2 separate regions of the Zea mays genome follow, and region 1 is linked to region 2. The links are chromatin contacts, called in public Hi-C maps. All regions are on one chromosome and are shown on one strand. Each heading gives the region's core, a stretch centred on a gene start, on an enhancer-like site or on the middle of the called end of the contact. The rest is flanking DNA. Distances are from core to core; before and after follow the strand shown. Region 1 holds the start of LOC103644262 (Bowman-Birk type trypsin inhibitor). Region 2 holds the start of LOC100217267 (heat shock protein DnaJ).

Region 1 (4,505 bases), core at 1,342-3,841, 190 kb before region 2:
GTTTTATGTAACCAATGCAGGGTGTTGGAGCTCATAGATGACAAACTAGATCAAGTCAACTTGACTTGATTGTTTGGAGTCCAACATGAACCTCAAACAAGCTAAAATGGGTAAAACAATGAAAAAGATTAAGTATGCAAGGTTTGAGTGTTCAACTATATTACATACACCTTTTACTACATGTTTGGTTCTTTGGTTTACTCTCTAACTCAGCTTGTAGAGAAAGTGCCATTTCGAATTCTGTTTGACGAGAAACAGAAAAATTGAAAAAAGAATGGGAAAAATGTAACTCTCTAGGACTTAGTCGATTGGATTATGCTCTAATTATGTGTGTATAAGTCATATAAAAGTTCTCCCAAGAGTTGAGATTGATTGGAGAAGAAATGGAGAAAAAGGACTCACTGTAGCATGTCTATGTGCACCGGACCTGCTACAGTATTAGGTCCGTGCGCCAAGAGTGAAGTGGCTGGTTTCAGGTTTTTTTGGCTAAAAATCATCGGACCTGCTACAATATTGGTCATGTACACCGAACCATCTACATAGCCTCTATAGTACTTGGTCCGTGGTGCACTAGACCTGCTATAGGACTTAGTCCGTGGCGCACTGAACCTGCTACAGGTCCGGTGCACCAATGGCTAGCTGTTTTAGGAAGGAAAGTGTCAATCAGATCCCGAACTAGGGGCACACGAACTGGTTCGGTGCGCCCGCAGTTAGCCCAATTTTGGCATCTTTTTGCACGGAAAGGGCAACGACTAGGGGCTCTTTGGGGGCTATAAGAGGACGCCTATGCGTCCATAATCAAGTGAAAAGGCTCCCAGTGCAGCACCAATTTGTAGACACGTTGCAAATCAATTCTGTCTTCCTTTCTTGTGTATTTCTTTCTAATTTGTGTATTGGCACAGTTATAAGCCAAGAGAGAGAGTAGAGGAGTGCTACTGCAAGTTAGAATGAGCAAGATCTTGAGCAAATGAAGGTGTTACTCCATCGGAGTGCTGTCGAGAAGATTGTAAACAACCGTGGCATCGTTGTAACCAACATCGACATAGTGGAAGCCTCAATCTGCCAGAGAGCGGTGCTGCAGCTCCATACGGAAGAATTTGGGAAGCCGTGTGATTCAATATTTGAGCATAGTTTTCTCTTTTCAGAGCCACTCTGTTCTATATGGAACCGATCCAAACAACAACAAATTAGGAGTGGAGCGACTCCATATCACCATACTCCGAAACCAAACACTAGAGCAACTTTAATAGTTCTCTAAACAACTCTATAAATCTTAAATTTGAGAAGTGAACAGAAAAATACTTCTCCAATAGTTTTTCGAATATATTTGCTAAATTTAATTACTTGCTATCTAACTCTATTTGCTCTCCACATTTGGCAACTCGATAGGAACTCTCTAAACGCAGTTGACGTCAATTTCTTCACATTCGCGCGCTCATTTCCCCCTTTTCCACACAGTGAAGTAGCCAGGTATGGCGTGCTATTTTTTTCACTTTCCTGCATATAGCGAGGTAACTAGGTTCAACGTGCGTAACACAAGCTTCTCCTCCATCATTGGACCAATGTTGTCCCACAGCTGATAGGTTGCGTCATCGGACCACCGCTCCTTCATAGATCATGTCGACCGACTTTTTCCCCTCCACCTTCGATTTCCTTTGCTCTCAACCAGATTCGACCTAAATATGAACAATCATTAGAGATTAAGTTATTTTTTACTCCCAATTACTATTTAGCAACTTGCTAAACACGGCTTTAGCAAACTCTTTTTTAGAGAATTATTGGAGTTGCTCAATAGTATCAGAGAAGCAGGTATAGGGCCTTCCGACCAGATTAGTCACGACATAAAGGCACTGTCCTCTAAAGCTTGTTCCGGTGGAGTTCACTCCTGAGAGTAGTAAAAGTCGAATGTGGAGTTTGCAATTCCTACTCTCACGTCATAATCATCAAAATCAGAGGAGTGACGGCGAGGCTGACAAAAAAAAATTTGGAATGTTCTACGAGTATGGCGGGCCTTGCTGGGCTGGGTAAAACTAGTTAGGAATTCCGAGTGGTTAACGACAATCGTGGCCACTTTCCAGTGAAAGAGAAGGAACCCGGTTCTCGGCCCAAACCACGAGTCCATGGGGCCTTTCATTCCCCTGTGCAACTCTAGGCCAGCAGCCCGTCCCCGTGCGTGAAGACGTGCAGTGCAGATACGCTGACACCGAAAAGGAGTTGGACGGAGAGGTGGTAAAATTATACAAGGGGCACATAGATTAAAAAAAAACGAAAAATTATACTAGGAACTACTGCTACAGCAATAGTTTTTAAAAAATATTGTACAGTACCGTGTGAGAAGGGTGTGGCCGCCGGCGCAGGACATCCGGACGAGGGCTGGATGGACATGTCGGCGTGGGGCCACCACAGTGGCGCTCTCGATCTTATCTTGGGTGACTCATTTCCGCATGTGAAACAGCCACCACGCTCGGACTTATCAACTGCCATTCACCGGTCACCCTCTTTTGCGCGTAGCTCCCTCGAGTTATCATATTTTTAGCTACCCTCGCGTAGCATTTGCCAAACTAGAAAACAAAAAGATAGTCATTGCGTAGCATTTCCCAATTATATCCTACCAGAGGGTTTCTTCTCCAAGTTGGCTGTTTATTATCTGCCTGCCACCACTTGCTCGCTTATCAGTGGGCGCGTCGCGTGGGGGGGCCCGCCTGTGGACGGTTTCTATTTCTATAAAGAAGGCTTCTCCTTCTATTAGCCGCGTACAGCAGCAAGCAAAGCAAGCAAGAGATAGACAAGCAGCTCCAGTCCAACCAAGAACAAACAACAACCGCAGCAAGAGGAGAGGAGGCTCACCGGTCGCGACCAAATTCTCCCAGAGACGGTCGGAAATGAGGAGCCAAGCGCTGTTCTTCCTCACGATCGCCCTTCTCACCGTGCTCGCGCGATCCAGCAACAGGCACCACCACCACCACTCCCACGTTCAAAGCAGAGGTATGTAGGAAAGCTTAACTAGTTCAAGATTTGTCCTTTCGGTTATTCAGTCTGGCTGGCTCACGGGGTTCCGAATCGGTCTGCGGTTTCAGGGCAGGGAGCAGCATCAGGAGGAGGAGGAGGAGGGGAGCTGGCGAGCCGGGGGAAGGCGGCGGCGCGCGCGTGGCCGTGCTGCGACAGCTGCGGCGGCTGCACCAGGTCGGAGCCACGGCTGTGCCGGTGCCTGGACGCGGCGCCCCGCGGGTGCCACCCGGCCTGCAGGGACTGCGTCAAGTCCAGCCTCAGCGCCGACCCGCCGGTGTACCAGTGCATGGACCGCGTCCCCGACTTCTGCCTGCGCCGCTGCACCGCGCCCGCCGCCGCCGCGCGGTGACCAGGCGACTGGTTTCTGCTTGCTCTTGAGTCTTGACCCACCCACCCACCACCAACCGCTCCAGCCTTTCGCCCACCCCACCGCCGGCGAATCGTGTCGTCTGAACTCTGAGCCAGCTGTGGATTAGGTTTTTTTTTGTTGTTGTTGCGTGGAAAGAGAGGCTGTGAGAGACGAGGGATGTGTAATCTGATGAGCGAACAACCGACCAAACCAACCTTGGACGCTGTCCTGTCCGTCTGTGGTGTGGTGTGGTGTGTTGTGTTGTCCTTTTTCTTGTTCTTCTGTTTTCTTTTGTTTTTAATCCGACTTCACACTGCTCTGCGCTGTATGGTTGACTCTTCTCGTCTGTGAGGAGACGAGCACGGTGAATCGCCGAGACTGGGGAAAAGACGCTTGCTTTTCTTGCTTGCCGTTCACAGCATGAGCTTTGAGCTTTCGACAGGGAACACGCCGCGGCTTATGCTCATCATGTTGTTGTCTGGATATTTTGGGAGGGGAGCAGAGACGGTCGTGCCTATTCATGGCTGAAGATGATGCACCTGGACGCTAATCCGGCGGCAGGACGAGGACGAGGCTGGCTGAGAGGCAGGTTCATCTACCGCGGGACACGAAGGTTGCTTTGCTCTCACTGACCCGAGGCGGCCGACAAGCTTGACAAGCACAGGCAAAGCGGTCAGGAAGTGGAGTGGATGTGGAGGCTCCAGCAGCGACCCTACACGCGGCGCAGATGCGCATTTCCCACGCGGATATGCGGCAATTGTGCGCCGTATCTCAAGTTGCAGAGGCACGCAGGGAAGAAGGAATATCCCATCCCAATTCCCAACAAGAAACTCAACCTCTGAACCGCTTGCATATCTCTCTAACGTGAAGGTTTCTGAACATGTATTTCGTCGATACAGGTACTCCATCCGATTAAGGCCCTGTTTGGGAATAAAGTTTTTGAAAACCACAGTTTTTAAAATACTACAGTATACTTTAGTCATGACAATACCGTAGTTGACAATACCGTAGTTTACAATACCACAATTTTGGAAACTGAGGTCCAGACCTAAGTTTAGAATACCTTAAAACAACTATAGTATTTGCAATACTTCAGTTTTGAAAACAGAGATTTTAGCCACCTTGCCAAACAACATTCTGTATATAA
Region 2 (4,272 bases), core at 1,428-3,927:
TGCCTCTGCAGTTCAACTAGCCTGGCCATCTTCTCCTTCTTGCGTTGAACCTGTTGCTGAAGGATTTCCAGATTTTGAATCTCCTGATCTAGATCATCCTCCAGAGGTGTTGGACTGGTAGCCTTCCTCTTCTGGCTTCGTGCCTCTCTAAGAGAAAGGACGTCTTGATTGGGGTCCAACGGCTGCAGCGTGCCAGCCCCTGGTGCTGAAGTCTTCTTCGGCGGCATGACGAAGGTGATGCTTGCCGAAGGTGTTGAAAAAACTCAAGAAATGGAAGTGAGTTCACCGGAGGTGGGCGCCAATGTTGGGGGCTTGTTCTCAAATGCTATGAGTTAAGAACAAGGCAACATAGAAAATGTTAATCGTTAAAGTCCTTCGTCCCCGAAGCATTATTTCCCTTAGGATGTAATGACTTGCGGACGAAGGTTATGAAGGACATACCTTCATACATTCATTAAGTAATAGCGAGGAATGAAATATAAAGAATATTAAAGACAATATAAGCAATCATATATTATGATAGGGCATAAACAGAAACATTGTCGAATTACAAGTGTACCTTCAATCGGAAGGGAATAACAGTACAAGCTTGGCGCAAAAAACGAATGCCAAGTCAGCGTGAACAGTACGGGGATACTGTTCACCTATTTATAGACAAGGGACACAGCCCTTACAAAATTACATTCATGCCCTTTACATTTGATAATAACTCTATAGTAATCTATCGGGGTCTGGATAGCCTTTTCATCTTTAAGTCGGTTCCACTCTTTGCTGTTACGCCGAAGCTTTCCTGCTCAGCACCTTCGGCTCTGAATCAAGCTTCGTATTATTCCGGTCTGCTGCAATGCCGACTTTAGTTTGAGGGTACCTGTTCACACATTGTACTACAGAAATACTGTTAAATCCAGTTTTTGAGGACCTTCGGACGCCGAAGGTCCCCAACAGTGCTATCGGTGCAAAACTTTTTTCTTTTGTACCCCCCCATCACACAAAATCAGAACGCCTCTACCCACAAAATTCTAAAGGCGATCAAACATTTGTCCCTTTTTCTTTCCGAACACGCTGAACAATTAGAATTCAGAAAGAAGCTCTTGAGCTATTGATAATCCTCTCCATCCCAAATTATAGGCCGTTTTGGCTTTCTGGCACTTAGCTTTTGCTAGCCATCTAGGTATATGCCAGATCTTGTATCTAGAAAAGTCAAAACAGAAACGAATGTGATAGATCACAACTGCTAATCATTATCACCAACCGTTACATACAATACAAGGAATACCTTTGTATGAACAAGGAACTAAGTCAGTAGCAGCAGCAACACCTCTAGTTGCCACATCAACGGTTTAGCCCAGTCCGAGTTCCTTCTTCAGATTCTCAAGAGCGGCCTCTATTTCAGAAAGACCATCATCAAAGCTGTTCGTCGACGTCTTGTCATCCTTAGCGCTTTTTGCCTGCTGTCCAAACTGGGTGTATGGGTCATCTCCAGTGACGTCCTCTGGTCTCGAGTCATCAATCTTCAACTCATTCTCCAGAAACTCTACAAATTCCTCGCCAATTGCCTGATGGAGCAGAACACGGTGCAGGGTTTAGCATGACATTCTCCGCAAATATAACTAGTAGCTGGCCTGGCCTTGTCTATGCAGCTATACATGTGACACAAACTTACAATAATCGACATAGAGTTGAATAAAGAGAACTTACTGCCAACTCTTCCCAAAGGCTTTTAGGTTTCTGATCCGAATTCAACCCAGCTTCCCAGTTCTGAAATTCTGTTTGCAAATCTTTAAGGAAGTCCGCTGCAAAAAAAGCACGACCATTATTATGATCTCAGATTCGCAGTAGGGGTGAAGACATTTTGGTGAACTGGAACAAAAGAGCCTTATAGCTCCACAAGACAAGCACTAAGGTCTCAATTTTTCTTTCCCAGTAGAACAATGGAACCTCACTCGACCCCTTTGGTCACATCAACGATCTAGTTTTTACTGACAGCGGGGAGAGAATTCAGTACCAAATCCATAGAACGGCTCTTCTGCAGCAGCTGATTTGCTCTCCCGGGAGCTGGAGGACCAGGACGAATCCGAACTGCTGCTCGCGTACTTGGATCGTGACTCTGAGTTCATCAGAGTGTTGTAAGCGTGCTTGATCCGCAGAAACTTCTCCTGAGCATTGGGCTGCATTGGCAACAAAATCCACGAGGCTGGCGGTGAGCAGAGCCATCTCAATCCCCAGCGTTCCAATAAATCCGGTAGAGATCATTTCAAAAGCGCGAGCAATCAGCAGGGTTCGGTCGCCACACGCACCTCCTTGTTCACGTCCGGGTGGTACTTGAGCGCGAGGCGGCGGTACGCGCGCTTGATCTCGTTGGGCGCCGCCGACGGCGACACGCCGAGCACCTCGTATGGGGACTCCCTCTGCCCGCCGCCGCCGGCCCCGGTGCGCGCCCTCACGCTCGAACGTCGCCAGCGAGGCGCCGGGCCGCGGCAGGAGAGGGGCGCGGAGGGACCCGGGCTGGAGGCGGCGGCGACAGCTATGCTGACCAAGGGAGGCGGAGGCCAAGGTGCAACGAGGCGGCCATGGAAGGCGGTGAGTGGCAGGGGCGGACAGAGAGCGGCGGCCCGCAGCTGTAGCGCCATGGCGCAGCAGGACCGCCAGCAGGAGGCAGAGGAGATAGCTAGATTTGCTGCCTTCTGAATGGCTCGCGACGAATCATCGACGGACGGGAGTAGGCAAAATCACCCACCGTCCAGATCGAACGCGAGAATCGGACGGCCATCCTTCAAGCTGAAAGTAACATATGCCTGCAAGCAGGCGCAAGCTCTTCAGCATCTCTAGAACTAGACCCGTGAAATTATAACTATCGGATCGGATTAAGATATATCAGCAATCATGGAAGCATCAGAAAATGAGCAATCGAGCAAGAGAATTCGCATGTAGTGTTAATTTACGAGCATCACGTGATACAGTATCTGTCTGTCATCTTCCCAGTCTTCTCATAAAAACATACTCAGAACAGAAATGCGGTGCAAATTACAAGAACCACAACTGAGGTTCGAAGAAGGTCAGGCATCCATCAGATCTGATCTTTCAGCTTTCAACACCCATGGTGGAGCCTAAGAACTAGTATCGGCATAAGAAGGCCGTCAAAACTTAAGCAGCAATGGCGGAGCCTTCTTTCCGCTGCCAGAGTCAGAGTCATCTTCCTGAGCAGGTCTTGCAGCCGCCCACGCACGAAGCGGTGGCTCAAACATCTTCCCTGCAACGTCTGGTGGCGGCTGTTGGGGAGCATCCTCTCCCGGAAGCACGACGAGGCCCTTCTCCCTGAGAGACGAAGGTTCGTTGTAGCACTCCTTCCAGAGTGAATCCACCAGCTGCCGCTCCTCGCGAGCAGCGTGGAGATCGTCAGTGTCCATTGCGCTGATCCCTTCTATTCGGCTCTTGAGCATGTCTTTCAGCTTTTCTTGGTCAGGTAGCGCGTTACCAGATGTCTTGTCCCGCGCCAACTCAAGGAGGCCGCCTAGAGCAGCTTCACGCACTAAGGAATCATCGCTGGACACAAGGTGCATCATCAGCTTCGGAAGACCAAGCTCTGTGGCAACACTCCTGTCTGCCTTGTAGTTGTGCAGCAAGTATTGTATGAGATTGAGAGCTTTCCTGCATCAAAACAACAGAACTATGTTGATTCACATTGCAGGGGAAAAACAGATTTCAACTGCAGAAAAATAAAATCATCTAATACAAATCGGAATCCGGCATTGAAGTTCAGCAAAATATAGACTACCACAAGACCAACACTACTATTAAAAAGGAATTTTAATATTGCTTCTATTAGTATGTGGCTGGTCATTTAGGACTCCAGGGATAATTTTGGTAGTGATGTGAACTGTGCCCCTGTTATATCCCATTTCTACTGTCTTAACACCATTTTAAGAAAAATAACCCGATGGTACAACATGTCTAGCAGAATGCTGGGTGTACTGTTACCATGACATACCTTTGGAGTCTGGCATCATCGGAACCAAGAGCATCCTTCAATCCAGCATAGCCATTTCCCAATCGAAATGCGGAAACTCCAGGCTGGTTATGACGAATTAGAGCTGCAAACGAATTGTACGAAGTTTTGTTAGCGTGGCCAACATAAAATACAGTAAAACTTAACTGCACATTCAATCAGAAGTTTGTATGCTGAGTGATACTTACAAGATATGGCTCCTAAAGCTTTTGTGCGTGCATTTGTACTTGGATCTGATTTGAAGTTCGTCAACAGTGGCTCTAGCC

The links. A called contact is a pair of places that touch in the nucleus more often than the background predicts.
Region 1: a Hi-C map of ear shows a contact between it and region 2, with 1.8 times the contacts expected there. The contact joins the promoter of LOC103644262 here to the promoter of LOC100217267 in region 2. A contact is called at or near these places in 2 of 25 Hi-C or Micro-C datasets (ear and tassel).

The regions. Positions count from the first base shown.
Region 1 is chr1:300,993,419-300,997,923 of Zm-B73-REFERENCE-NAM-5.0, reverse strand. It overlaps LOC103644262 (Bowman-Birk type trypsin inhibitor), which reads left to right and starts at 2,591. Exons shown (of 2, transcript XM_008667468.4): 1 at 2,591-2,985; 2 at 3,078-3,779. The coding sequence starts at 2,883. The coding sequence ends at 3,358.
Region 2 is chr1:300,799,711-300,803,982 of Zm-B73-REFERENCE-NAM-5.0, reverse strand. LOC100217267 (heat shock protein DnaJ) reads right to left here and starts at 2,677. Exons shown (of 4, transcript NM_001143619.2): 1 at 2,298-2,677; 2 at 2,006-2,168; 3 at 1,699-1,793; 4 at 491-1,556. The coding sequence starts at 2,630. The coding sequence ends at 1,341. LOC100279983 (Fes1A) reads right to left here. Exons shown (of 6, transcript NM_001152931.2): 4 at 4,195-4,272; 5 at 3,989-4,091; 6 at 2,972-3,648. The coding sequence ends at 3,138.